Linked DNA regions of Mus musculus: all the other regions are linked to region 3. A link is a contact called in public Hi-C and promoter capture Hi-C data. All regions are on one chromosome and are shown on one strand. The core of a region is the stretch at or near the end of the contact, and the rest is flanking DNA. Distances in the headings are between cores, read along the strand shown. Region 1 holds the start of Ankub1 (ankrin repeat and ubiquitin domain containing 1). Region 2 overlaps Rnf13 (ring finger protein 13). Region 3 overlaps Gm40056 (a long non-coding RNA gene).

Region 1 (4,253 bases), core at 1,435-3,934, 430 kb after region 3:
AGCATTAGCTGCATTCTGCATTATTATGCTCTCTATCAAAATAGTGAAAGCAAGGTTATCACTGTGTCAAAACACATTTGAAAATCGTGTGACAAGAGAGAGTCTTGCACTCAACACCCCCCCATTTATACTTCCTACTCTCTCAAATTTCTTACAGCTGGAACTCATAAACTCCCACATAAGTGTGTGGGAGTTTGTTTTCATTTGTGTTGTTGTTGTTGTTACTTTTGAGACAGAGTCTCATTCTATACCTCTGACTAGACTCCACGTCATGGCAAGCCTCCTTCTTCAGCCTTCTGAGTGCTGAGGTTACAAGCATGTTTACTAGATAAACATGTACCAAACACCTATCGTGTAACTCGAGCTGTGCTCAGTGCTGTTAAGAATCAAAAGAAATGCAATATAGTGGTCCTATCCTGAGTCAGATATGCTTCAGCAAGAAGGCAGATGTACAGCTATGGGGAGATAAAAAAGTTCAGACATTGAGCTGAATGTCTCATACAGAGGACGTCGGAGGAAAGATTTTCAGCTCTAGGGAAATGCTCATACTATAACTCGAGCAATGGTGCTTAAAATCATCACTCGGTGAATAGGGTTTGAAAAAATTCCCACCCAACATGGGTTGGGCTCTCCCACAAGTTCTGCACTACCGTTTCCCCGGCACATCTTGCAGGCAGGGCAGGTTGTAAGTTGAGAGTTGCTTGGTATCCAGGTTTCCCTTTCACTGGTGTGAGGAGTGCCTTCTCATGCCAGAGACTAGAACAGCAAGCAGGTCTCAGCCTGAGGGTCGCGATCCCGTGAGGGTTGAACACCACTTTCTCCCTGGTTACAGATCAGATATACTGCACATTGGATATTTGCATTATGTTTCATAACAGTAGCACAACTACAGTTGTGAAGCAGCAATGGAAATAATTTTATGGTTGAGGATCACCACAGCATGAAGAACTGTATCAAAATGTTGCAGCATTAGGAAGGTTGCAAACCACTGCACGGAAACGTAGGGGTGAAGGCTCCATGCAGGTACTATCTTGACCTCTCTACACCCAATGAGTGTTGTCCTCAGCAATGTTTGGTTTAAATTAAGGCTCACACGAGGAGGCCCATGCCCTACACTGCCTGGGTAGCTCTGAGATGTTGGGTAGAACCAAACACAACTGACCAAGAAAGAGAGAGAGAGAGAGAGAGAGAGAGAGGGAGAGAGAGAGAGATAGAGATGAAGGAAGGAAGGGAGGGAGGAGGGAGGGAGGGAGGGAGAGAGAGAGAAAGAGAAAGAAAGAAAGAAAGAAAGAAAGAAAGAAAGAAAGAAAGAAAGAAAGAAAGAAAGAAGGAAAGAAAGAAAAGGAGAGAGGAAGGATGAAAGAAAGGGATATCAAATGATTTCTAATGATATTCTGCTATACTCACAGACCGGTGCCTTGTCCAGGTGTCATCAGAGAACTTCCTCTGACAACAGATGGGAGCAGGTACAGAGGCACACAGGCAGATGATACACAAAGAGAGAGTCTAAATTTGAGGTCTCCATTGGGTCCCTCATCTGGGAAATAGGGGAATTCAACAGAAGAGCAGGGGAAAAGATTGTATGAGTCCAAGGGGATGGAGGACAACAGGAGAACATGGCCTACCGAGTCAACTAAGCAGGGCTCCCATGGCTTCACAGAGGCTGAAGTGGCCAGCATGATGCCTGCAAGAGACTGCGCCAGGTCCTCTGTGTATATATTATGGCTGTTAAGCGTTTTTGTGGGACTCCTAACGGTGGGAGTGGGTGTATCTCTGACTCTCTTGTCTGCTCTTGAGACTCTTGCTCTTATCGGGTTACCTTGTCCAGCCATGATATGAGAGCTTTTGCCTTTTGCTATTGTATTTTATTTTGTCCTGTTTAGCTGTTGTCTCTTGGAGATCTGGTTGTTGTTGTTGTTGTTGTTGTTGTTGTTGTTGTTCTGAAGAGAAACGCAAGAGGAGTGGACCTGGAGGTCCATTGGAGATGGTGGGGAGGAGGTGTGAGGGGTGGAGGGAGGGGAAATTGTGGTTGGGATGTATTGTATGAGAGAAAACTTTATTTTCAGAGAGAGAGAGAGAGAGAGAGAGAGAGAGAGAGAGAGAGAATTCCCATTGAGGCCAAGAGGGGTAGAAAGAGATCACAACAGCAAATTGTTCTTAGTAGCACAAAGACTGAAAGAAATATCATTTCTATTGTGTTGCTATGAGGCAGATTTTATTATGCAAGAATGGGAAGGGAAAGGCCACTTTCATTTTTCTGGTACAAATGGGTATTGTTCTGTAAACCCATGGCAGGATTGGACACACTGCCAGAGAACAAGTACACAAAGTTGTTATGGAAACTAGAATGCTTCCATGCAGACGTTTTACAGAGAATTTTCAGGACCACCTCATTCAATAAAATCAACTTTATTTGCTTTGCTGTACACTGGTGCACCCTACTGAAGCCCGTATTCTGATGGGTTCTTTGATAGGCTTTTCTTGAGTGATAAATTCAAAAGTCAGGGGATGGCAATTACAACACCAAAGTGTCACTTGTGTGTGGAATCTTTGCTCTATAAGTCACAAGCCTGCTCATACTTGCCTTGGCCATTGTCAAGTGTGCTGGTTTCTGTAATCTGAGAACCAGGTGGCTATTGTGATTGTGTTGAGAGAAACATTTCCTCCAACACAGCCACTGTCTAGGCTGTCCTACACTGGGATACCGACCTTGGATATGCCTCTTTAATGCTCTTTCAAGTCGCTGTGGAGAATAGACAATGACAGCTGCCTCTGGCCATCAATTTGGTCCTCAATCGTGAATTTGGAAATTTTTTCAGCTATTTTTAAAAACAGGGGTTTTGTTTGTCTTGTTTTTGAGAAGATAAGTGCACAATGAGGATTTTCATAGCTTTTGAAGGATCTTTTGAGGCATTCGATGTTGAAGCACATACATCGGTGGGTGCCATCAAGCAGATGATAAAGGTATGTGTTTGCTCCAGGGACACTAAGATGTGTTTGGGTTCAATTATGCCTTACAGTTGAAGATCTGCATAGGATAGAGATATGATTGGGTACATTTTTAATGCAAGGAACAAAGAGGTTTTGGGAAATATCACTGTTTTCATACTAGAGTGATAATAATATGTTATATTTGGGGATCTTAGATAACAAACTGAGCTAGTAAATTCTTGATGGAGGGTGGAGAAGCTCACTGTTAGTTTCACTTCTCTTTAGTGAATTTCATGGGTTGGGCCTGGACCAGATAGCTTACTGCGATTATTCATAAAAGGACAAAAATATAACACTAACTCTAGCACCTGCAAAGAGTGTGCCGGTTATCTGACAAATGCCTTGTTTTAAGCCAACAGACGAGGAAGCAAAGGATTTTGGAGACTTAGACAACATCAATGATCCTGTGGGCTTCGGTTTTATTTGATATTCAGAGAAAACTGGAGCTCAGAGAGGGCACTTTACCTCAGACCACACTGCCAGAAGAAGAAACAGTCATGAAATATTTCATTTAGATATGGTCATTCTCATTCATTAAGGAGTATATCTCTTCTTGCTTTGCTTTGTTTTGTTAAGATTTGGTCTCACTATATAGCTCTGGTGGTAGACCAGACTGGCCTCAATCTCACAGTGCCTGTCTCTGCCTCACAAGTGCTAGGATGAAGAACATGTGTCATCACGCCCAGCTTTATACTTTATTGAGTTTTTTCCTGAGGCTTGTTAGTATTTGGTAGATTATTGCAATCTAGATTTTACACAGGAGATAATGCCTAATATATGCCATGGATCTATGTGGAAGTATGATAAAGTCTCTCAGAATGTTGTTAAATGCATAAAATATGTAAGATAAAATAGAACTACTTAAGAGAGAGAGAGAGAACCATGGAGGGTAAGACGATGCACACTTATAATCCTAGCACTATGGACTCTAAAGATTGGGCCCAGTTAAGCTAGAGAGTAAATGACTCTCTCAAAGAAAACAAGAAAAAAAGTGAATTGGATTTAAATATAATCTTCAAATAATAAAATCAAATTTATGATACAGTGATATGGGGTATGGGGTTTTATTAACATTAGCTAACAGGTTCTAACAATGCACTTAACAACTAGTATATTTTCAAATTAGTGATAAGTATACATGATATTCTGAAGTATCTGTAACAACAGTAACATAAAATGAAAGTAAATGTAATTTGCAATTAGCAACAAAGACATAGCTACAGATAATGACTTAACTAAACAGAATTAAAGAGGGTAAAAAA
Region 2 (4,063 bases), core at 162-2,661, 300 kb after region 3:
CACTCCCCACTCTACAGAATAAGGTACTATGGCAGGGAGTCACTTTCATGAAGCTATATATAAACTTATACTTGTCCTGGAAATTGCTTGATTGGGTCATACTTCTCCTCATTTTCTAATGTGTCTATAATAGTGATAGACACACATTCATTTACAAATGTAATTGGGAAAAAAATTAATCTTGGCAACTGAAAGGAATAACACCCTGCAGGACACAATAGAGACCGTTAGATCGCAAGTTTGGGTTTCTTTTTCTGCAGAAGTTAAGATATCCTGAAGCTCACCTGACCTACAGGATTTCAAAGACTCTATACCTATCATGGCAGTACAGTACTAGACTTGTTTACTTTCAGGTCACAGAAATCCCATATTTGAAAAGACAGTTTTGCTTTGCTTTTCCTCATAACTGAGCAAAATGCACAGCACGGATATTATCAGGGAAGTTAAGTGGGTTCTCACAGTCACATCCAAGTGGTAGAATGAGGTCCTGTGGTTCATTCTTTCTAGTACAGCATGCTGGGGGAAATACTGGCCAACTAAAGAATACTGACTGCTCAGCAGGGTTGGAGAGATGGCTCAGAAATTAAGGGCACTGACTGCGCTTCCACAGGTACTGAGTTCAATTCCCATCAACCACATGATGGCTCACAACCATCTGTAATGGTATTAGATGCCCTTCTGGTGTGTCTGAAGATAGCTGCAATGTACTCATATACATAAAATAAATAAATCTTAAAAAAAAAATACTGACTGCTGCTTATGCCTCCATTCCTATGAATGTTGTCTTAATACAAAGCATGAGTAATGCTGAACTCTAGAGACGAGAGAATTGAGGAACCAGAAACAAAATAAAATGATTTGTGATGCCATGTAGTTCTAGTGCTCTGTAATTCCTAAAGTAAAGAGATTGATGGAGGGAAGAAAGTACAACAACATTCCTCACTGACTTCTGGATCTACTTAGATGTAGACACGTGTGAGTATCCCATTGTTTTCCTTAACATATTTGCAAATTAGAGGAAATTTAAAATATACATATATAAAATATGCCACTATACAACTTAATCTTCAATTATCAGGCTTAACAATTTCAGTATTTTTAAAAATCTTGGTTAGATCTACTTCCAATATTTTCTTGAAAAAAATTAAAAGCCAATACTGAGACATATCATTTTATTAAATATATACATAGCAAGTAAGAGCTTTAAAAACATAATCACACTATTATCATGCTTAACAAAAATGAATGACAATTTCTTAGCATCTAAATTTATTAATATCACTCAAAGCAAATTCAAATTTCACCAAACTATTCTAAAAATACTTTTTCACAGATGATTTGTCCTAAGCAGGCCCACGCTCTCAGCTGCCTGCTGCAGCCGCTATGCCAGGTCTTCCTAGCATGCTGCCCCCTCCCCCACAGACCCTCCCTCTAGAACTGTAAGTTGCTTTTGTCATGGTATTGTCTCACAGTAACAAAAACCTAACTAAGACACCTATAGATCTATGCCAGTTCATTCTTGAATTATTCATCTGGGTTTTTAGAAACAGTGCTCTGTAGCTGTTTCCTCTGAACTATAAAATTCATGCGGGAGGACTGCGATTCAGAATATTCCAGAAGCTCACAAGACCTCCAAATTCACATGAATTCACATGGCCCTTCTCAAAGATTATCTATGAAACAGCAAGCAAGTACAGGAGATGAGACCCTGTTAGTGGAGCTATCTGCTAGCTATGTGTAGCACTTCAGAGATGCAGCTTTTCTGAGTCGTCGTCACCCATGCTGGCATGCACTATATAGTAACGTGACTATCTTTGAGCCACCCGTACTCCTGTAAGTAACCCTAATGAGTTCACTGGTTCACTACACTAGAGTAAGGTAGTTATTTATTTGATCTGTCATCCATGCATAAATGTTTATTCATGTCTTCCCAGGAAAAGCTGCACAACCTAATTGGCATGTGAATAGGGGCTGATAGATGAGTTGGGGAGAAGTGTGGCCTATGGGATGAATGATAAAATGTAACTTCAGGTGATCAGTCTGTGGGTGGAACATATGTGGGGGTAATCTTGATATAGCCATTTCCTCTATGTGATATGACTCTGCGACTCCTTGCTACTGTGACAATTACATGTTACCAAGGAGAGATAAGATAGAAAACCAAGGCCAAGCCACCTGAGAGTGGGCCACTTAGAGTGGCCATCTTCTGTGTAGTATGAGAGGCCATGCCTCCTTGATGAACACAGGCCCACCTCCATCCCCAGACAGCTGATGAACTAAGGACTATGTTGCAGTCCATAAAAGCCCAGATGAGATGAGATCATATGCAGTTTATCACAGTTGATGCATGGGTTGCTGTGGGCCATAAGAAAAAAAAAAAAAAGACATGTAACTAAGATTCAGCTATCTGCCAAGAAGGAAAATGTCAGAGTACAAGATGATCTACAACGGGAAAAAGTCAGTAAGTATTATCCTCTGATTTGGCAGGAAAGGTGGAAAAAAGGAGAAAACGAGATCAAGGTGTTGGCCTTCTGTTTCCCAGAGTTGGCAGGATGCAAGGAAAAGAACACAAATTAGATCTCTGCCAAGGAGCTCTTGTTGAAGTTAATCACCAAATACATCTGACCTGCTTAAACTGGGGAAGATTGAATACCAGTGCCCCCTGACAATCGGTTTATGATGCTGTGTGGCATGGGCGCACAAGAGATCAATATGAGTGCCATGGAAGTGGAGACAGTATTATAACCACCCTTGAGACAAAGATTGGATAATCTGAGATAATACAGAGGAAATCAGTCTCTGACGTACTGGCCCATATGAGTCATTAGGAGCACATGCTATTGATGGCTGAGGGCTCCGTGAATCCCAGGGACGGGAAGGCACCTGGGAAAGGACAGCTGTTGCTGAGCAAACTGGGCAGCAACAACTGATGGGGTGGTGCATGTTAGGGCTCTTTCACATGACAGAAGTTGCCAGCCTGGGGTTGAAAGTATTGGCTGCTGTTTAAAGGCCCTGGTTTGACTCCCAGCGCCCACATCGAAATTTACAACAGTCTATAGAACTCCAGTTCCAGAAAATCTGATGGTTTCTTCTGACCTCAGTGAACACCAAGCATTCATAGAGTACACATACATACACTGGGGAAAAACACATAAAATGTATTACCTGTTTAAAAGGAAGAAGAAAAAAGTTGTTGGGAGCCAGTGTCATAGCTCAGCAGATATAGGCACTTGTCACCAAGCCCCTTGACCTAAGTGTGATCTGAAAGCTCACATGGTAGAAGGACAGAATTGGCTCTTGTAAGTTGTCCTCTGACCTTTACATGTGTCCTTTTAGCAATGACCTTGGGACTAGAATAGGGCTTTAGTGGATTTGCTGGGCTTCATGGCAGAATGTGATCTTTATAAAGTAGGAGGGGCTCTGGCAGATCTTACTGGCAGGCCAGCATGCAAATGAAATTTATAAAGTTATAAAGCAATGCAGAAGAGCTGAGAAAGGCGAAACAAAAGGGCCTATCTGGTACATTTGGAAGATCAGGGTAGCAAAACCTGTCTCTGGAGTGCCTGAGCAAAAGATTAACAGAAAAACAAATTCTGTGTGAGTTTCTGGAGGAGAACAGTTCAGAGAAAATATAAAGTGATAAAAAATAGTGCAAATGAAAAATATTAAGCTTGTCCTAGGGAGATACAGTTATTTACACACACCCCCACACACATACACTATAATATTCTATATCTATTTCTCCCTGTATTCTCCCCAAAAACAAACAAAACAAAAAAACATTGTGGTTGGAGCTTGTTTACCCAGACTGGGGCTTTCAGCAACTAATTGTGCCAATGAAAATGAAAGGGCCACAGGTTACCCTGGGCTTATCAAACCAGGGGAGCCAACTCCAGTGTGAGGCACAGGAGATTTGCTCTTGCTTCCCCTGGGGCCTGATCCAGGCTAAGCAGCACAAGCCTGCCTCACCAAGACTGCTGGGTATTTAGGGGCTTGCACAGAGGCTTTATAGCAGATGAAGCAAAGCACCAAGATAAGGAGACCAAATGGCTCATGGAAAATG
Region 3 (4,114 bases), core at 15-2,514:
CATATACATATTATACAAACACACCACACATACACAACATATATCACATACACGTAAACACAACATAAACACACTACATACCACACATACACATATACCCAGCATACAGATACCACATACCACATACACACATCACATGCTACATATCACATACTTACAACACTACACACACATTGTATCACCACAGACACACACACACGCAGGCACCATACACACACACACACACAAATACATACCACATATACATACACACCACACACGTGCCACATACCACAGATACACACATACAGACTACATACACACACCCCATGCTACATACCACACACTGCACATACCACACACACACATACTTTATCACCACACACACATACATCCCATATATACAAACCACATATCACACCCACACACAAACCACAACATACACACTACATACGACACACACACACACAAACACAACATACATATATCACATACCAGATACACACCACATTATCACATACCACACACACACACCACACATACTACACTCACTACACTATATCACGACTCTCTCTCCCTCTCTCTCCCCTCCCCCCACCTCTGCCTCTCCTCGGAGATTGGACTTATGCGTGCAGGGCTATGTGCTACACTGGGTCACAGCTCCATCCCCCTTTTACCTTTTATTTTGAGAAGGATTTCACTAGGTTACCCAGACTGGCCTTGAACTTGCGTTAGCACCAAGGAAGGATCAACCTGGAGTTTTCTAGCTTCAGCCTTCTTACTAGCAGAATTACAAGGCGCAGTCTGCATTTCCCTTTGCCCATGGTTTGACATTATATACTAACGTTCAATGTATGAACATCCTATGTGACTGATCAGTTATGAAAACAAATGCCCAGAAGCTGTACAGAAACGGGGCTCAGTGTATGCACATGAACTGGGCTCAGTGTACGTGCCTTTCGGGGTTTCTATCTGAGCCGACTCATGATGGGCTCTTTTCAGCATCAATGAATAGTCAAGGTCTTCAGACAACTTGTTCCTCCTTGATTCCTGGTTCCAGTCAGTCACATCGTGCCATTTCCCCCACATATCAGCAGCTTTGTATATTTTCTGGGATTTTTTTGGAGGGGGGGGTGGGGTGGGGAATAGGGGCAGTATTTTTTATTGTGCGAAGGCAAAAGTGAATTTGTTCCAACACTGCCCTTCCTTCTGAAGAGGGTTAGTCTGGATGTCTTTGGTACTGCTTGGAAATGACACTAGGTGGCGCTCCTCCTTTTCAGTCCTCGCCGCCTGCTGGCAGCTGAGCAAAGGGGTTTTCCAGCACACGTGAGCCCTTGTGTTGCCAGAAAGGACAAGGTCATGCCAACCCGGAATGAGAATGGCGTGGAGAAGTCTGTCCTTTGGAGGAGGGTGAAGAACATCCTTCCTTATGACAGCTAGGGGCTTATTCAGCTTGCAGGTAGCTGTTCTACTTCTAGACAAGCCTCAGAAACTGATCAATCAGTACTTCCCGAAGGGACCCAAGAGGAGCAGAGTCCACGACCTCGCTCTCTCTGGGCAACCTTGGCTCAATCCTTCGCTGGGGCAAGCATTTACTGGTAGCCCATAAAGGGCTCAAACAGTGTCTGCTGTCCACTGAAGGGTGACGTTATATCATTTTGCAGGGAATGGGAGAAAGAAGGGCAGGTCTTCAAACTTCACGATCCATATCCTCTACTTACCCTTCCTAGCTGCTGGGAGACCCAAGAAACAAATATACGTGGAGATTGGCACCAAACTGCCTCCAGTTGTCCCCTACCCCAGGTGACTGTAAATTTCTGGAAAAAAAAAAGTCTCTGCTTCAACACTTTCTGTGCTACCCATACATCCATATATGCGCCCATCCACCCACCCACGGAGGAGCCTCCAGGCACGGCCACACTGCCTGCTTTGCTTTTCCATCTATTCGTTAGCCCTATTTTACCGTTGTCTGTTACTCCATGAGGTTGTGTGCACCCGCTGTGTTTAAAAACATTGCCCTTAAGCACATAGATGCTTTGTAATTGGTCCTGGATGACCCAGAGATCCAGCTGAATCAGTCTTCTGTAAGCCTGTTCCCACCTGTATAAACTACCCTATTCCAGTTTGTCAATTTGATTCTCTCTGTAATATAAGCCTTTCCTTGGGGGGAAAATATCTCATTAAAGTACTTTTGATCTGAAAATCTCCACCGAAAATTTGGAGAAGAAAAATGACTGGAGAGTTTAACCCTGAACTTTATGGTTGTTAACAACCACAATACCTGTGGTCACCCTACTTTCTCCCATCTCATGAACCTCTCTGGGACCTTTGGATCTTCCCAGTTCCCATATTCAAACCAAACTTCGATCCAATGTTTGCTCACCTAAAACCCATTGATGTATTAACCAAACTGAAGACCTTTCCTTCATAACAAACCGAGAGAGCAGAGATAGGACAATCCTCTCTTATGGCAGCAACCAACTTGCTTCTCTACGATGAAGCTTTCACCTGCTCATCTGATCCTGTAGCTTTACACATCTCTGTCTCAAGTTAGAATACGCCGTCCTCTTCCTATCTGCTCATGGTTTTATAGAGAACAAAATGCTTAGGAAGATGATAGACAGAAGTCTCCAAGAAAATCAATAGACCCTCTAAAAGTCTGGGATCTGAAGCTGAAGTTTTGAGTCTGGAAAAAAGGGGAATCCCTCTTACCTTTGCCACGATGACTGTCTAAAGAGGCGTGGAGAGTTGTAATTGTCTGTACTAGGTTTCTTATTTGTTGCAAGGAGGAGTGAAAAGAGGCCATGGTTCTCATTCTAGAATTTCCTCTGCTTCCCGAAGCAAAGACCTCCCCTCACTTTTAAACATGTTCATAAAGGGAGTTGCCGAAGCAGATTCACCTAGGAATCTCAGAGGCTCACAGCACCACTGTACATTGTCAGTCCTGCAGACCAAGGTAGTTTTACTTGTTTTCATTAAGAGGCCCCGTTCCCTCTACTAGCCTGGTCCATCTTCCTCTCCATCTTTACAGTTGCTGCCAGACAGAAAAAGATGGCAAAGGAGATGTGTCTGCTGCTTCTGTTCATCGTGGCCCTTTACAGAAACTTTGCTCACATTCCAAATGGCTCGCTACAGGCAAGCAGAGGGTTTGGGAAGCTTGACTGATCGGGAGGCACATGAACCTCTAAGGGACAGTTTGCTGTGTTGGTCACTGGCTGGAAATTCAAATTCCCATCTGGGTTTCTGTTCCATGTTCCTACCTTTTCTGGAAACATTTTTCATTTTTATTCTTTTAACCAATTAATTAGTTGATTAGTTTTTGTGTGTGGTGTACACACAGGTGTATGTGCATTTGCGTGTGGGCAGGCACACACATGTGCGCACACACAGAAGCTATGAGTCCATGGCAGGTGTCTTCCTCAACTGTTCTCCATCGTATATTTTGAGGCAGGGTCTCTCACTGGCCTAGAGCTTGCTGAGTTTACTGATTAGTGTTGTTGAAGTTTTAATCCCATCCCAGGATTTCTACCCCTCCCCTCCTCCTAATCATTCAGTTCCCAGATAAAAGATACACAACTTTTATTATTTGTAGTAAGCCTTAAACAGCATAATAGCTGGGCACATATCTACCTTCTATGCTGTTAGAATCTACTTTCCTATCCATAACCCTGCGTTATTACTTACAACATTTCATCTGGACTGCTCTTAACTCCAATTGGCCAGCCGTTTTCATGACTCACCTAACCCATAGTGGCTTCTTCTCCATGCAGTCACTGACTTCTCCCCTAGTGGTTCTCCTACTACTATAAGCCTGGGAACCCTAAACCACACCTATGTCTCTTCTGCTGAGCTATTAGCTGTTGACATCTTTATTCACCAATCAGAAATAACCTGGGGCAAGGCCGAGTAGTGTCACTTGGTTTTACAAGCAGGCTCGGGAGGAACCAGTATTAGCATTAGAATACAAGCATCATCAAGCCAACCCACCACAGATTAAGCTGGGCTGGCTGACATTGAGGTCCAGTGATCTTCCTGCCTTGGCCTCCCCACACGTTGTCACATTCAGCTTTTCATGTGGATGTTGTGGATATGAACTGAGGTCCTCATTCATATGAACTTTACCCATTGAGTCATC

The links. Promoter capture Hi-C pulls out the DNA fragments that hold promoters and counts their contacts. Hi-C and Micro-C count contacts between places; a contact is called where the count stands out from the background.
Region 1: a promoter capture Hi-C map of hippocampal neurons shows a contact between it and region 3, with 4 times the contacts expected there. The contact joins the promoter of Ankub1 here to the enhancer-like site in region 3. A contact is called at or near these places in 7 of 39 promoter capture datasets (the C10 cell line, cranial neural crest, embryonic stem cells and 3 more), 1 of 15 datasets of contacts at CTCF or cohesin (the NIH/3T3 cell line) and 1 of 9 other capture datasets (adipose tissue).
Region 2: a contact with region 3 is called in a Hi-C map of cerebral cortex, with 2.7 times the contacts expected there. The contact joins two enhancer-like sites. A contact is called at or near these places in 2 of 15 datasets of contacts at CTCF or cohesin (both in the NIH/3T3 cell line), 22 of 484 Hi-C or Micro-C datasets (the 4T1 cell line, B cells, the C3H10T1/2 cell line and 16 more) and 10 of 115 datasets of contacts at active chromatin or transcription factors (CD4 single positive thymocytes, the NIH/3T3 cell line, bone marrow-derived dendritic cells and 5 more).

What each region holds. Positions count from the first base shown.
Region 1 is chr3:57,690,968-57,695,220 of GRCm38.p6, reverse strand. It overlaps Ankub1 (ankrin repeat and ubiquitin domain containing 1), which reads left to right and starts at 2,684. Exons shown (of 4, transcript NM_001033349.2): 1 at 2,684-2,964. The coding sequence starts at 2,875.
Region 2 is chr3:57,823,394-57,827,456 of GRCm38.p6, reverse strand. All of the region lies in intron 8 of Rnf13 (ring finger protein 13), which reads right to left. Among named protein-coding and RNA genes, the nearest start is that of Pfn2, 22 kb to the left of the region's middle. Within about 2 kb of position 1,411, at least 4 of the 459 cell types and tissues checked have an H3K27ac peak or open chromatin away from gene starts, as enhancers often do. A contact at or near this core is called in cerebral cortex, where this site is marked.
Region 3 is chr3:58,120,046-58,124,159 of GRCm38.p6, reverse strand. Gm40056 (a long non-coding RNA gene) reads right to left here. Exons shown (of 6, transcript XR_003954487.1): 4 at 1,701-1,796. Among named protein-coding and RNA genes, the nearest start is that of Gm40056, 33 kb to the right of the region's middle. Within about 2 kb of position 1,264, at least 29 of the 459 cell types and tissues checked have an H3K27ac peak or open chromatin away from gene starts, as enhancers often do. A contact at or near this core is called in cerebral cortex and hippocampal neurons, where this site is marked.